Linked DNA regions of Sus scrofa: region 1 is linked to region 2. The links are chromatin contacts, called in public Hi-C maps. All regions are on one chromosome and are shown on one strand. The core of a region is the stretch at or near the end of the contact, and the rest is flanking DNA. Distances in the headings are between cores, read along the strand shown.

Region 1 (6,186 bases), core at 346-2,845, 130 kb before region 2:
TTTTTAACTTTCTTTGACTGCTCTACTTTTTATGCCCTGCTCTTAGCTCCACATATGTATGATTTGATAAGAAGTAGTAAAATCCCACTAGAGAGAGGAAGTAATATTTTAAAGATGGTGGAGAAAAGAAATATGTTTACATTTAAAACTGAAAGATAATGTTGACTCGTGGATTCAGATTTGTTCATAATGGGAGGGTAAAAAGGCTTTTACTCTCGAGCTATACCAATTAGTTAAGAATCTGAAATAATTTTTTCAAGTGCAAATCTAATCATCTCAATACTTTTCTTACCATTCAATGGCTATTTCCCTCAGAATAAAGTTTCTAAAGTTTCAAATCCTTCCCATAGTTTCCAAAGTTTTAAATCCCACCATCTGGGTTCTGCCAAATTCTCAATCCTTATTGCATCACTCTCCCACCTTACATATTACCGTCTATGTAGCCATACTGCTTTCCTTTTTAACTTTTCCAATTCTGTTTTTCAATTTAGCTAAGAGCTTTTCTCCCTGCTGTTCTTCCTCCTAGAACTTTCTTAATCCCATCTTAGCTAATAGGCACTCATCTTTCTAGCTTCCAAGGAGGCTGGCCCTAAACCTCCCCTCTTCTCTCCACCCTTCATCTTCCCCCTGCCTCTAGTTACACGCTCTGGTTGCACCTTTGTACTTTTTCTTTGGTAGTGAGTGATTATGCTTATATTCCTTGTTCAGTATTTATCTTTCCCACCAGACTGTAAATTCCAGGAGGACAGAGAGCCTTCTGTTTTATTTACTGTGTCCAAGACTGGCACATAGAAAGCACTCAATTATTTGTTAAATGAATGAACAAACATGCATGGCTTGTCGTTTCCATCTGGGAGGCAGTGGGGTACTGCAGCCCAGGTGATCAAAGACCCAACTGCCAGTCATAAACTACCATTTGCAAATTGGGAAAGTCACCCACAGCCTCTGAATCTCGAATTTCTCAAATGCCCCCCAGGGTAGTTGTGAGATCACAAATAGTAAAGCTTTTTTTTTTTTTTTAAACAGAATATGGTCAGATATTTAAGTTTATGACCATTGTTGGTAGGCTTATTTGAAAGTATTCTGAGAGTAGTTACTGACCAAATCAGACCAGAACTCTATTCAACACACAGTTTCACATATGTCATTTAACTATATATTCCTCAATGACTTGCAGAGTTGATGGATAAAACTTGGGACACAACTGAAGGTTATCAAAGATATTTTCAGTAAAAATATTTTCAAAAGGATACCTTTTCTGTGGTTTTGAATAGAGGTCAAAGGAATCTGGAGCAAGATTAGTGGCTAAGAGCTTTAGGAACTCCTAGACTCATTACTGTATTTTTTCAGGAACAATTCCAAGGACTAGCTGTATGAGTCACAGCATCTACATTAATTCTTGGGAGTAACACTAGCAGCCCCTCCCTTCTACCTGTAATTTGGCTTTTATTAGAAACTGTAGGTCATCGTCATTGCTCTCACAAGAGAGGTCTGTCCCCTATTTTTCTAAACAAGAGAAAAAAGTGTCATCTGATATACAAAAGCAAAGGAAGTATAAGATATAATCAAAGATGTACTTACTCTTTGAGGTACTTAACAGTTCTAAAACAATTTTAATCAACTTAGAAGAAACAGATGCACATCTCAAAACACAGCAGAAATGATCTGGGCCTAAAGAAATAGGAAAAATACTCTAAGTGAATACAGTGCTTCTTTAAAAACTCAATTTGAATTCACATGGAATTAGGAAAAATAGTCAGCAATTATCTAAAACCAATGAAATGTTAAACCAAAAAAAGGTGGGCAATAAACTTTTTTTTGTCTTTTTTGCTATTTCTTTGGGCCGCTCCCGCAGCATATGGAGGTTCCCAGGCTAGGGGTGAATCGGAGCTGCAGTCCCCGGCCTACGCCAGAGCCACAGCAATGCAGGATCCGAGCCGAGTCTGCAACCTACACCACAGCTCACAGCAACGCCGGATAGTTAACCCACTGAGCAAGGCCAGGGATCGAACCCGCGACCTCATGGTTCCTAATCGGATTCGTTAACCACTGCGCCACAATGGGAACTCCAATAAACTTTTTTTAAGTCAGTTTATTCTTAAATTCACACAATACCTATACATAAGATAAAGAAAAAAATTAACACTCATTTTGTGATTTGAGAAGATAGGGAAAACAGAGATAAAAATCACTTTGCTGTCTTAGAAATAAATGATCAATATTTAATTGAATTTTTTAGATCCTTTCATGACTATAGTGAAAGAATACAGAGGACTGATGAAACACTGTGCAGTTGTCATGGCCTAAGAGAAATTCAGGATGTTTCTTTTATACTTTTTCAAAGGACACCGACAACAAAACTAGTCCAAACTGATTTGTGCTGTGCCTCCTAAAATTTGCAACCAGAATTTTTTTTTTTTGAGTTTATAGTTCCAATAGCTCAACCCACCATTTAAATGTCCCATATATCTTTTTTAAGCATCAACAACTTCCTCTTCAAACATTATTTACCTCAAATAGGTAGGACGAGAATGAAAACTTGTAAATGCCTGACAGCTTCCTGGATTAATGCTTTCAGGGCTCGTCCTACTATGATCATTATGTAGAACAGTGTTCTCAACAGTCTCCACAGAAGAGCTTTCAATCAAGTTTTGGTTTCTGTTTTTTCCTTTTCCAAATGTTATGTTTGAGCTGCTATCAAGCATTAACTGCTCACTCTTTTTAGGGCCACACCTGCAGCATATGGAAGTTCCCAAGCTAGGGGATGAATTGGAGCTGCAGCTGTCGACCTACACCACAGCTCACAGCAACGCTGGATCCTTAACCCATTGAGTGGGGTCGGGGATTGAACCTTCGTCCTCACGGATACTAGTCATGTTGATAACCCATTGAGCCACAATGGGAACTCTCGACACTTTTCTTACAATAAAAAAACAAACAAACAAAAAACCCCAACAAAATAGGATCTCTGAGCAATCATTTCTAAGTGAGGTCATCCAGTCAAACCTTCTAATGTCCTGATGGGCTTCTGGCAAAACCTGTAACAGAATCTGGGCTTCAAAGGAAAACAAACCAAGCTCTCAGAGGAACTCGCACTCCCCCCACCCCCGCCCTCGCTTTGAGCTGTGTCCTTAGGGGACACCAGAGCTGGCAGAAAGAAAGAGAAGGGGCACAAAAAGAGCTTTCCTGGTTACAGCCAATGGAAAGAGACCGCAACAGTGCCTATGAATGCTCTCTGAACAAGCCTATCCCTGCAACACTGAGTGGGTTTGAACCGCGAGCAGGTCATCATTACACAACCAGCAGGGGCTGGTGATTCAAAAATAGCAACTTGCAGCTCCACACAGCACAGCCGGCCAGCCAAACCCCAAGCCCCTGGCTGCTCCGGCCAGAAACCTGGGCATTTCCATACTCCTGAGTCCAAAATAATTTTTTTAGAGCTTTATCAAATACCTCCTCACTCAATTTTCACCTCCACAAAGGTGGCCAGCAGTTTTCCACGCTGAAGGATTCCTCTCGTTTCAGCAAACTTACACAAAACCCTTAACTACTTTTGCAAAAGACCCAGAAATCGGAATATTCTTGACCACACCTACCTGTTCCTCACATCCAAGGCATATTACTCGCCCCCACTGAGAAGCCTCCAAGCGCGTCTCCCTCCCTGCGTCCCAGGAAGTGCGTTCCCAGCGAGCTGCACCGGGGGCTTCTGGGACCGGAGTCCGGCCCCCCGCATAGGGAGAGCCGTGGATGCCAGGGAGACTACACTTCCCAGAATCCACCGGGCTGCCACTTGCAGGCAACATCCTGCCACCACCTCCCGCCGCTCGGCTCCCTTCCCCCTCCCCATTCCTCTGGGACTTTCAGTTCCGTCCAGGTTGGGGTTACAGGTCTAAAGAAAAGCTAAATGAAGCAACACTGTTTACCTCAAATAAACAGTTGGGTACCCAAGTAAATATTTACCACTAAATCACTTATTTACCATTTTCAGTGGAAAGGAGGGGGAGGTCGGAGTGATTTTATTTTTACATCTTTTTTTTTTTTTTCCTACTTGCTGTTTCTCAAGTAAATTTAACTCAAAATAATCAATATGCCATTGAGGCATATGCTGAAATGTCATGAACACACACGCACACACCACATAAATGGAGATAAAGTAAATGTGGCAAATGTTGGCAATCATTAAATCTAGAACAAGTATACGGGTGTTCATTGTACTAATCAGACTGTCTATACCTTTGAAAAATTTCAGAATAAATAGTTTGAGAAAAAGCATCATAGTTTTAAAAAGTAAAGGATGGCATCCATCCCTATCCCACTTTGCTGTTAATTGACCTTGGATAGGTTAAGTAACCTCTTTGTAACTCAGAATCCCATCTGTAATAATAATGTATTTATACATCAAAAACTATGGTGAAGAATGAGTTACTATACATAGAGAAGTTTACAAGAGTGTCTGACACATGATAACATATGCATAATACGTATTTGCTATTACCTTTTGACATTATTACGTTCCTCTAGTAACAACAGGACTATTCCTTAGTAACCAAAAAGGTTACTATCTCTTCACTCCTACCACCCTCTCATCTGACATACAGCTTCATAGGATGTAAGATTACTTAAATCCAGAAGTAATCCAATCTCCAAATCCCAAACCCCTGTAAATGTGGACAGCCTTAGGTGGCAAAAAGATCTCTGGGCACAGAAAGGCTCTGGGCTCCAGGCCAGCTCTGGCAATAGCAGATGGATGATGATAATATGCCACAGGTTGACTCACTTCTTTGCCCTGAACTTCAGTCCTCATCTATAATTGAATTTAATCAAATAACTATGTACAAAGTCATCTTGCAATTTATTTCCCTTCACTGATGCATACTTCCTGGATAGCAAACTTTAGGTGGGATGTGTTATGTATCAATTTTTTTTTTTTAAACCGTCCAAAAGGAAGGGAAGACAACCCTATTTCTAGACTTACTGATCAAGTTCAGGTCTATGGTCAGCCTGCCTTTAATATAGAAAATTTGAAACAAAATATTTACATGCTCTAACAGGACTAGAATATTAGTATAGCATTCTCAGAAGCACTTTAGGTGAGATTTTGAATGAACGATTAATCCCGGCTTCTCACTTTTTCTCAACAGTATCTCTTCAACTTAAGGAGTTAAGTCAAATCTTAAAACACATTCACTGCAATACACCATTCAGTTCCAAAATTCTACGAAGATTCTCATTTCGTTACTCTATTAGTTTCCCATTCCCACTGCAACGAATTACAACAAACTCAGTGGCTAGAAGTACCAAATTCATCATCTTATAGTTCTGGAAGTCAGAAATCTGACAGGGTCTCCTTAGGCTAGAATTTAGATGTTAGCAGAGCTGCAGGTTTTTGTTTTTGTTTTTCTGGAGGCTCAAGGGAAATCTCCTTTCCATTGCCTTCTCCAGTTCCTCAGGATACCTTCATTCCTTGGCTCATGGTCCCCTTCCATCTTCAAACTCAGCAATGGCTAGTTGAGTCTTTCAACATCTAAATCACTCTACATTCTTCTCCTCTTTAGCTTTGAAGAACCCTTGTGATTAAAATTGACTCACCCAGACTACTTTTTCTATTTTATGGTCATCTGACTTGCAACCTTAATTCTATAACAGAGCATATTTAGATTTCAGAGATAAGGAGGAGAACACCTTCATGGGACCATTACTCTGCCTACCACAAGTCATTGCTAACCTCTTTCTGACCGAATCCAAAGGCTTCTATTTGGTCCTAATTCTCTTTCATGCCTTCAGGTTCACACTGCACAATTCAGACGCCTTTTTCCTAAGATTTTCTTCCTTGGATTTGGAAACACCAACATTTCTACTTCTGGTTTATCTGATAAGTTCATTGTCCACCAACTCCTCCTTCCCATCTCTGATTATCAAAAGGCTCTGTCCTGCACCCCCTTCTTTGCAGGGCAAAGTGTTCTCTATCTCAAGTCCACATCTCTGGCCAAGACTTTCAATGACTTTAGTGCTATTTCTAATTGCCAGCTCATATAGAAATTATCACTTCAATTTCAGCATTTTCAAAATACAAATTAGTAACTATATCCCTTATGTCTTCCATTACTCCTTATGTCATCATTGGATTCATTTTGTTTCTTATCTTCTTGGACAGTTTTCTTCATATCCTTTACTCAAATTAGGACC
Region 2 (5,981 bases), core at 1,958-4,457:
ATAACACCAGAGAAGAAGAGGTGTGACCCATAGGATGTGACATTAATTCAGGGCTGACTGAGGCACTGTGGTGACAAGAAGGGAGAAGTAGTTCTTTTAAAGCCCCATTTGGTACCACATCATCTGACCTGGCAGGGGGAGAGTGGGAATTCTGTTTGCTCTGTTTTATAATCTGTGTCCATAGGAAACAATCTCCTACAATCTCTTTCAGGAGGTAGCGGTTGTGAAACTGTTATACCTTACTGCAGCTATAATACACTAAGCATTGCTACTCAGAGTGGGAAATTGGGTCCTTCAACCAGTAGAAATGACATTACCTGAAAACCTGTTAGAAAAGCAGAATCCAGGGTTCTACTCGAGACCTACAGAATTAGAATCTATTGTTTAATAAGTTCCCCAGTGCTCCAAATGTACATTTTTTTTTTTTTTTTGGTCTTTTTAGCTATTTCTTGGGCCGCTCCCGTGGCATATGGAGGTTCCCAGGCTAGGGGTCGAATTGGAGCTATAGCCACCAGCCTATGCCAAAGCCACAGCAACACGGGATCCGAGCCGCGTCGGCAACCTACACCACAGCTCACGGCAACGCCGGATCGTTAACCCACTGAGCAAGGGCAGGGATCGAAGCCGCAACCTCATGGTTCCTATTCCGACTCGTTAACCACTGCGCCACGAGGGAACTCCGAAATGTACATTGTTTTAAATAATTACTGCTCTAAAGTGTTTCTGATTCTTTATAATGGGAGGAACAACATCAAAATCAATAGGAAATAGATAAGGGGTGAACAATTTGTGATTTTTAAGCGTATGATGAAGCTGGCTTAATGAACTGAGTAAACTCCACATTTTCACTTTTATCTACTAGAATATACTGAATTGTCACTGTAGCAAGAAGAGAAGATTGCAAATATGGACAGGTTTGAAAAGACTGGAGTCATTTAGAATTCCAAATTAGAGAGCGGTCTAAAAAGGTTATCACCTTAAATGGCAAAGAGCAATAAACTCCACTCCCAGTAAAGAAACTGAATGATTCTCAGTTAACTTCTCATGGCCTTAGGGTCCTCACTGGTAAAACAAACAAACGAACCCCCAAATAAAAACCAAGAAGGGTGAGTGACCATTTTCCAGATCTAAAATGTCTTTATTCTACTTCATTTCTTTTGGTAGAAACTTGCCTTTTCTTCAGTACTTAAAAAAAAAAAAAAAAAAAAAAAGTTAAAATCCTAGAAGCAGTTATTAACAGGGTAGGAACTTTAATACAAATTAATTTCTTCCTGAAGTGAGAATCTTAGGCCCTGTAAGAAGAGGTAGAATGAAGAAAAAAAAAAAAAAAAAAAGGAAAAAGAAACAGAAAAGGCAGGGAGAAAAATACACACCCATATACATAGCTGTACTTGGTCCATTTTACTTGATATGTTGTGGACCGTTTTGGCTATGGCCTGTTTATTCCCTTTTTTCTTCTTTTTAAACCACATTTGTCTGCCTCCCTTAACCTTCCCTCTCCCCTCTGCCACCCCCTTCCCCCTTAATACCAAGTAAAGGAAGAAAGAGCACCATCAGATACTAGATTCACCTGCTTCTGGGTTTTGCCCTGTGCCTGAGAGAACAACGTCGGTGTTGAGTCCCCTTGAGCCTTAGGAGAGAAAGGACTTCAAAATTGTTCTTCAAAATTCTTCTTCCCGCACGGATTGGAATAATTACACAGAACCGATTAAGTAAATTCCCCTAACACCTGCTCCTCCTCATGCAAAAGTGTTGCTCAGTGGGTTAAATGTCTGGCCATCTTCAAGGAGCTCAACCCTATTCCCACAGCCGAGGAGGTCCCCAGTCAACCAACCGCTCCCAGGGAACTCTCCAAGGCCCCGAGAAGAGGACGCAGGAGAAGGGTTCCTGACGCAGCCTGAGACGGGTCAAGTCTCCGCAGGAATTCCCTGGCGGCCCCACGCCATCAGTGCAAGGAGGCAAGGCAGGATTCCTCCGTAGAGTTCACGTTAATTTAGGGCTTGGGAGCATGTTCTCTCGGGAGAGCTGTGGAACCCTAGCATGAAACAAACTCCTTGGCGTCTCTAAACAACCCCGCTACAAACGGAGCTCCAAGCCAGGGTTCCGAAGTGAAATTACTCAGCAGAAATTCGAAAGAATTAGTTTTATATGACAAAAAGTAAACTCAAAACCAAATACAAACGCAGTACAATAAATCAATTTTTTTCTCTCCCAATCCTCTCCGACGCACTCCTAACCAGTTTCCGATTTCATATAAAAGCGAGGCTTAATTTCTAATTTTAACAATATTTTCCTCCCCTCAGGGTGCAGGATTTGTTAGCAGCAAACTTAAACACGGGAGGATTTCTGCCTACATCAAGAACGTCTCACGATAACCAGAATCTACATATTAAAAAAGCCCAGCACAAAGTTTTTACTAAGCACATTTCCTTCCCTCTCAGGCCCTTAGTGCGGAGGGTCACACTTTTCGAATTAAAGCCGCAAAACCTCGCCTACCCAGTTTCCTGGGTCGTTTCGGGAGGATCTTAGGACACGAGTCCCCAGACAGCTGGCTGACGACAGCCAGCTCCCGCCCCCGCAGGCAGCACGGTTCTCGGAGGGATCAGCTTTGCGCTTGGAACCTCAATCCCAGGGGGAGGGAGTCGAAGTGGGGGGTTCCCCTGATTTCCACTTGGGCCCCCATTTCCCCCCTGGAGGCACCCAGGCCTCATCCCTGCCCTCCGCCTTCACACCCTCCCAAGCACAGCCACCTGGCCATACCTGCGCTTCCTCTTCCTCCGTCACCACCCCGATTACCGGGATTTGGCGAGGGCTGCTGGACCTGATTCTGCTGCCCGGTTCCCAGGCCTCGACCTTCGCTTCAGTCTCGGCTGTCGACATGGCTGTGGCGGCAGAGTAAGGAATGGAAGTCCTCCTGTCATACACTGTGCCCGCAGCCGCGAGACCCAAAAAGGCCGCGCCACCGAGAAGTGAGGGCCGCCTGAGAGCTGCTAGAGTCTCAAAAGGCCCGGGGGCTCCGGCCGTGACCTCGGCCACCGCAACGCCATCCGCTTCCCGCAGCCCACCGATGCACCTTGGTGCCTGCCTGCTGCAGGTTGCTAGCAAGCCAACGCGTTGCTAAGGGCGGGGCCAAAGGCTGCAAGAACGCAGGCTCCGACGGAAGCCCAGGGATCCAAACTAACCAAACTCTAATCTGTACCTCCAAACCGGGAGCAGAATGGCTGGGAATGGCTGATTTGCTTGCGCGGCAGAGGGAAACGGGGGTGGGGGTTGAGGGAGACCTCGGTGTGTAAGCTTGGAGTGTTACTTGGCGCCCTGTGTGTCTTGGTAGTTTGCTCTGAGCCTTGTAAAAACAGGCATGAGAGTTGAGGGATGGATGTGGGATTCGAGAAAGATGGAGGTTGGTCTGATAGTGTTGGAAACTGAGTTTACGTCACCCCAGAGAAGTGCCCAGTGTCACCTACGTTCCCCAACTATTTACTTCTTCTGTGCTTTTGTTGCCCTACCAGTTAAATAGCCACCAAGGCATTGTACACAGTGTTAGAAGGCTTTCATGTCAAATCATTCAGTCTACAGCAAGTTAACCCCTGGAAGCCCACTGTTTTCATCAATAGGATAGCTGTAAGAAGATTAAATCAGACGGTAGTTTTTGTAAAGTGGTGTGTGGCACATAATAAGCAAGATTATCTGAATGACATTTCTGGCCCTATAAATAAAAATGAGCGGAAAACCTAGATTCGACTTGGCAGCACTTTGTGTAAATCATAGCCAAAGAAACCAAGCTTCTTTGAAAGAGTATGAAGCCCTTCCAGTCCCTGTTTTTATTCCTTTATCCTCTTTCCTTAACCCCAGTCCTCTGAAGCTGAACTGACTGAGGTCACCAACGCTTGTGGTCAAAGTCTGGACACTTAACTGTCCTCACTGTGATGTATGTCTGTAGTATTTTACACTGCTGACCATTCTCTTCTTAAAACTCCCTGGCTTGGGCATCAGCATTCTTTCAGTTTTTATCTTTAAAGTTACTCATTGGTGTTTTAACAGCGCTTCGCAAGCTTTACACCTAGAGGTGGTTCAGTAAGTCTAACAGTTGCTATTACCCCAAGCGAGTGCAAAGGGCGTGTCAAGTGTATTATTAACATAAACTTAATTGCTGTTGCGCATTCCAAGTGTACTACATCAAAAGGAGACTGAAACCACTTGGATAAGCACAATGGAATCCTGTAAGAATAGCACCCAAACCCAAGATAGTGGGTGGAAAGCTGACAGTGGGGTGACTTGTCATCCTTCGAGTGCTCACCCGGGTATCTCAAGATGAGGAAGGATGAAGATGGGGGTTGCCAAGGAAAATGTTCCACTTAAAGTGGAGCTTGCCTGGAAGATTTCACCTGACTTTTGTGATTTGGCACAATAGGTTGAGGCTGATAAAGGCCCATAAACCTCAAGTACCCTGGGAAGTCAGACTCTCCTCAATGGACTTAACTGAAGGCATTTTCCTAATGAATGAACAATGGGACTTTTGTTTTATTTGAACCAATTGTGTACTTAACTATATAGTCATTCTGTGCTATATCCAGAGTACAAATTTCCCATCCTTCTTCAGTACAATTCCCATGAACTCCCTCTTCTAGCACTTAAAAACTTTTGGCGGAGTTCCCGTCGTAGCGCAGTGGTTAACGAATCCGACTAGGAACCATGAGGTTGCGGTTCGGTCCCTGCCCTTGCTCAGTGGGTTAACGATCCGGCATTGCCATGAGCTGTGGTGTAGTTTGCAGACTCGGCTCTAATCCTGCGTTGCTGTGGCTCTGGCGTAGGCCAGTGGCTACAGCTCCAATTAGACCCCTAGCCTGGGAACCTCCATATGCCTTGGGAACGGCCCAAAGAAATAGCAAAAAGACAAAAAAAAAAAAAAAAAAAAAAAAAAGTTAAAAAAAAAACAAACAACTTTTGGCTGTTCCCCATCAGTGAAATCAGGGAAATTCTTCATAGAATGTGTTCCCTTTCTGTGTTCCACAGGTGGAATTAATAACTTTGCAAACTTTTTTTTTTTTTTTTTTTTTTTTTAGCTCTTATGGTTTTTGTTATATTCTCTGACAGGGGACAAGCAACCAGGATGGAAGTCCTCAAACACCCCACACTCAAGCCATCTTGACTGAATTACTTGCAGTTTTACACAGGTGCCAAACTTCCTCCTGCATTACCTTTGTATTTGTTGTACATGTGACTGTCTTCAGATGTCTAACTCCCTATGAAATGCAGCTCACGTGACGTTTTTAAGGAAACCTTCTTTACCTCCTCTGCTGTGATAGGTGCCACTTTGTCATTCTGTCTCCATACTCACCATATACTTTACTGGTGTTTACTGGCTCAGGGCTTCTTACTAGACTGACTTTTGAAAATAAGGAGAGTCACCCAGGTTTGCACCCCAAGCCCTCATCATAGAATCTGGAGCGGTGTTTCTCAAAACTTAGTGTGCATCAGAATCATCTGGAGACCTAATTAGGACTCCCGAGCCTCACCTCCGGAGTCTGCTTCCATAAGTTTGGGTGGGGTTCAAGGGTTCGCATGTACAGTTGACCTTGGGACAACACAGGTTTGAACTTCGGGGGTCTGCTTATACATGGATTTTTTTTTTTCAATAAATACATACTACTGTTCCACACAATCTGGTTGGTTTAATCTGTGGATACAGAACCTTGGATACAAAAAGCTGACTGTAAAGTTATAACTGGATTTTCTACTAAGCTAGTGTCTTGGCAGCCCCTAAGCCCACATTGTTCAAGGGTCACCTATACAGCAAGTCCCCAGGTGATGTTGATGCTTCTGGTCTGGTAACCACACTTTGGGACCTCCTTGTCTAGATCATACCAAGTACTCAGTAAATGTTCATTAAAGATTTCAAGGGTTACTTTTTTATTTGACTTGAAGCCAATTTAAAGCATTTCCTAAGTTACCCAGAGTGAGGTAAACATTAAGTCCTTGCT

What was found. Hi-C and Micro-C count contacts between places; a contact is called where the count stands out from the background.
Region 1: a contact with region 2 is called in a Hi-C map of undifferentiated spermatogonia, with 1.5 times the contacts expected there. The contact joins the promoter of CLDN12 here to the promoter of CFAP69 in region 2. A contact is called at or near these places in 1 of 5 promoter capture datasets (liver) and 2 of 47 Hi-C or Micro-C datasets (epiblast stem cells and undifferentiated spermatogonia).

Annotation. Positions count from the first base shown.
Region 1 is chr9:70,497,321-70,503,506 of Sscrofa11.1, reverse strand. It overlaps CLDN12 (claudin 12), which reads right to left and starts at 1,595. Exons shown (of 2, transcript NM_001160079.1): 1 at 1,582-1,595.
Region 2 is chr9:70,370,648-70,376,628 of Sscrofa11.1, reverse strand. CFAP69 (cilia- and flagella-associated protein 69) reads right to left here and starts at 3,207. Exons shown (of 23, transcript XM_013979666.2): 1 at 2,761-3,207. The coding sequence starts at 2,880.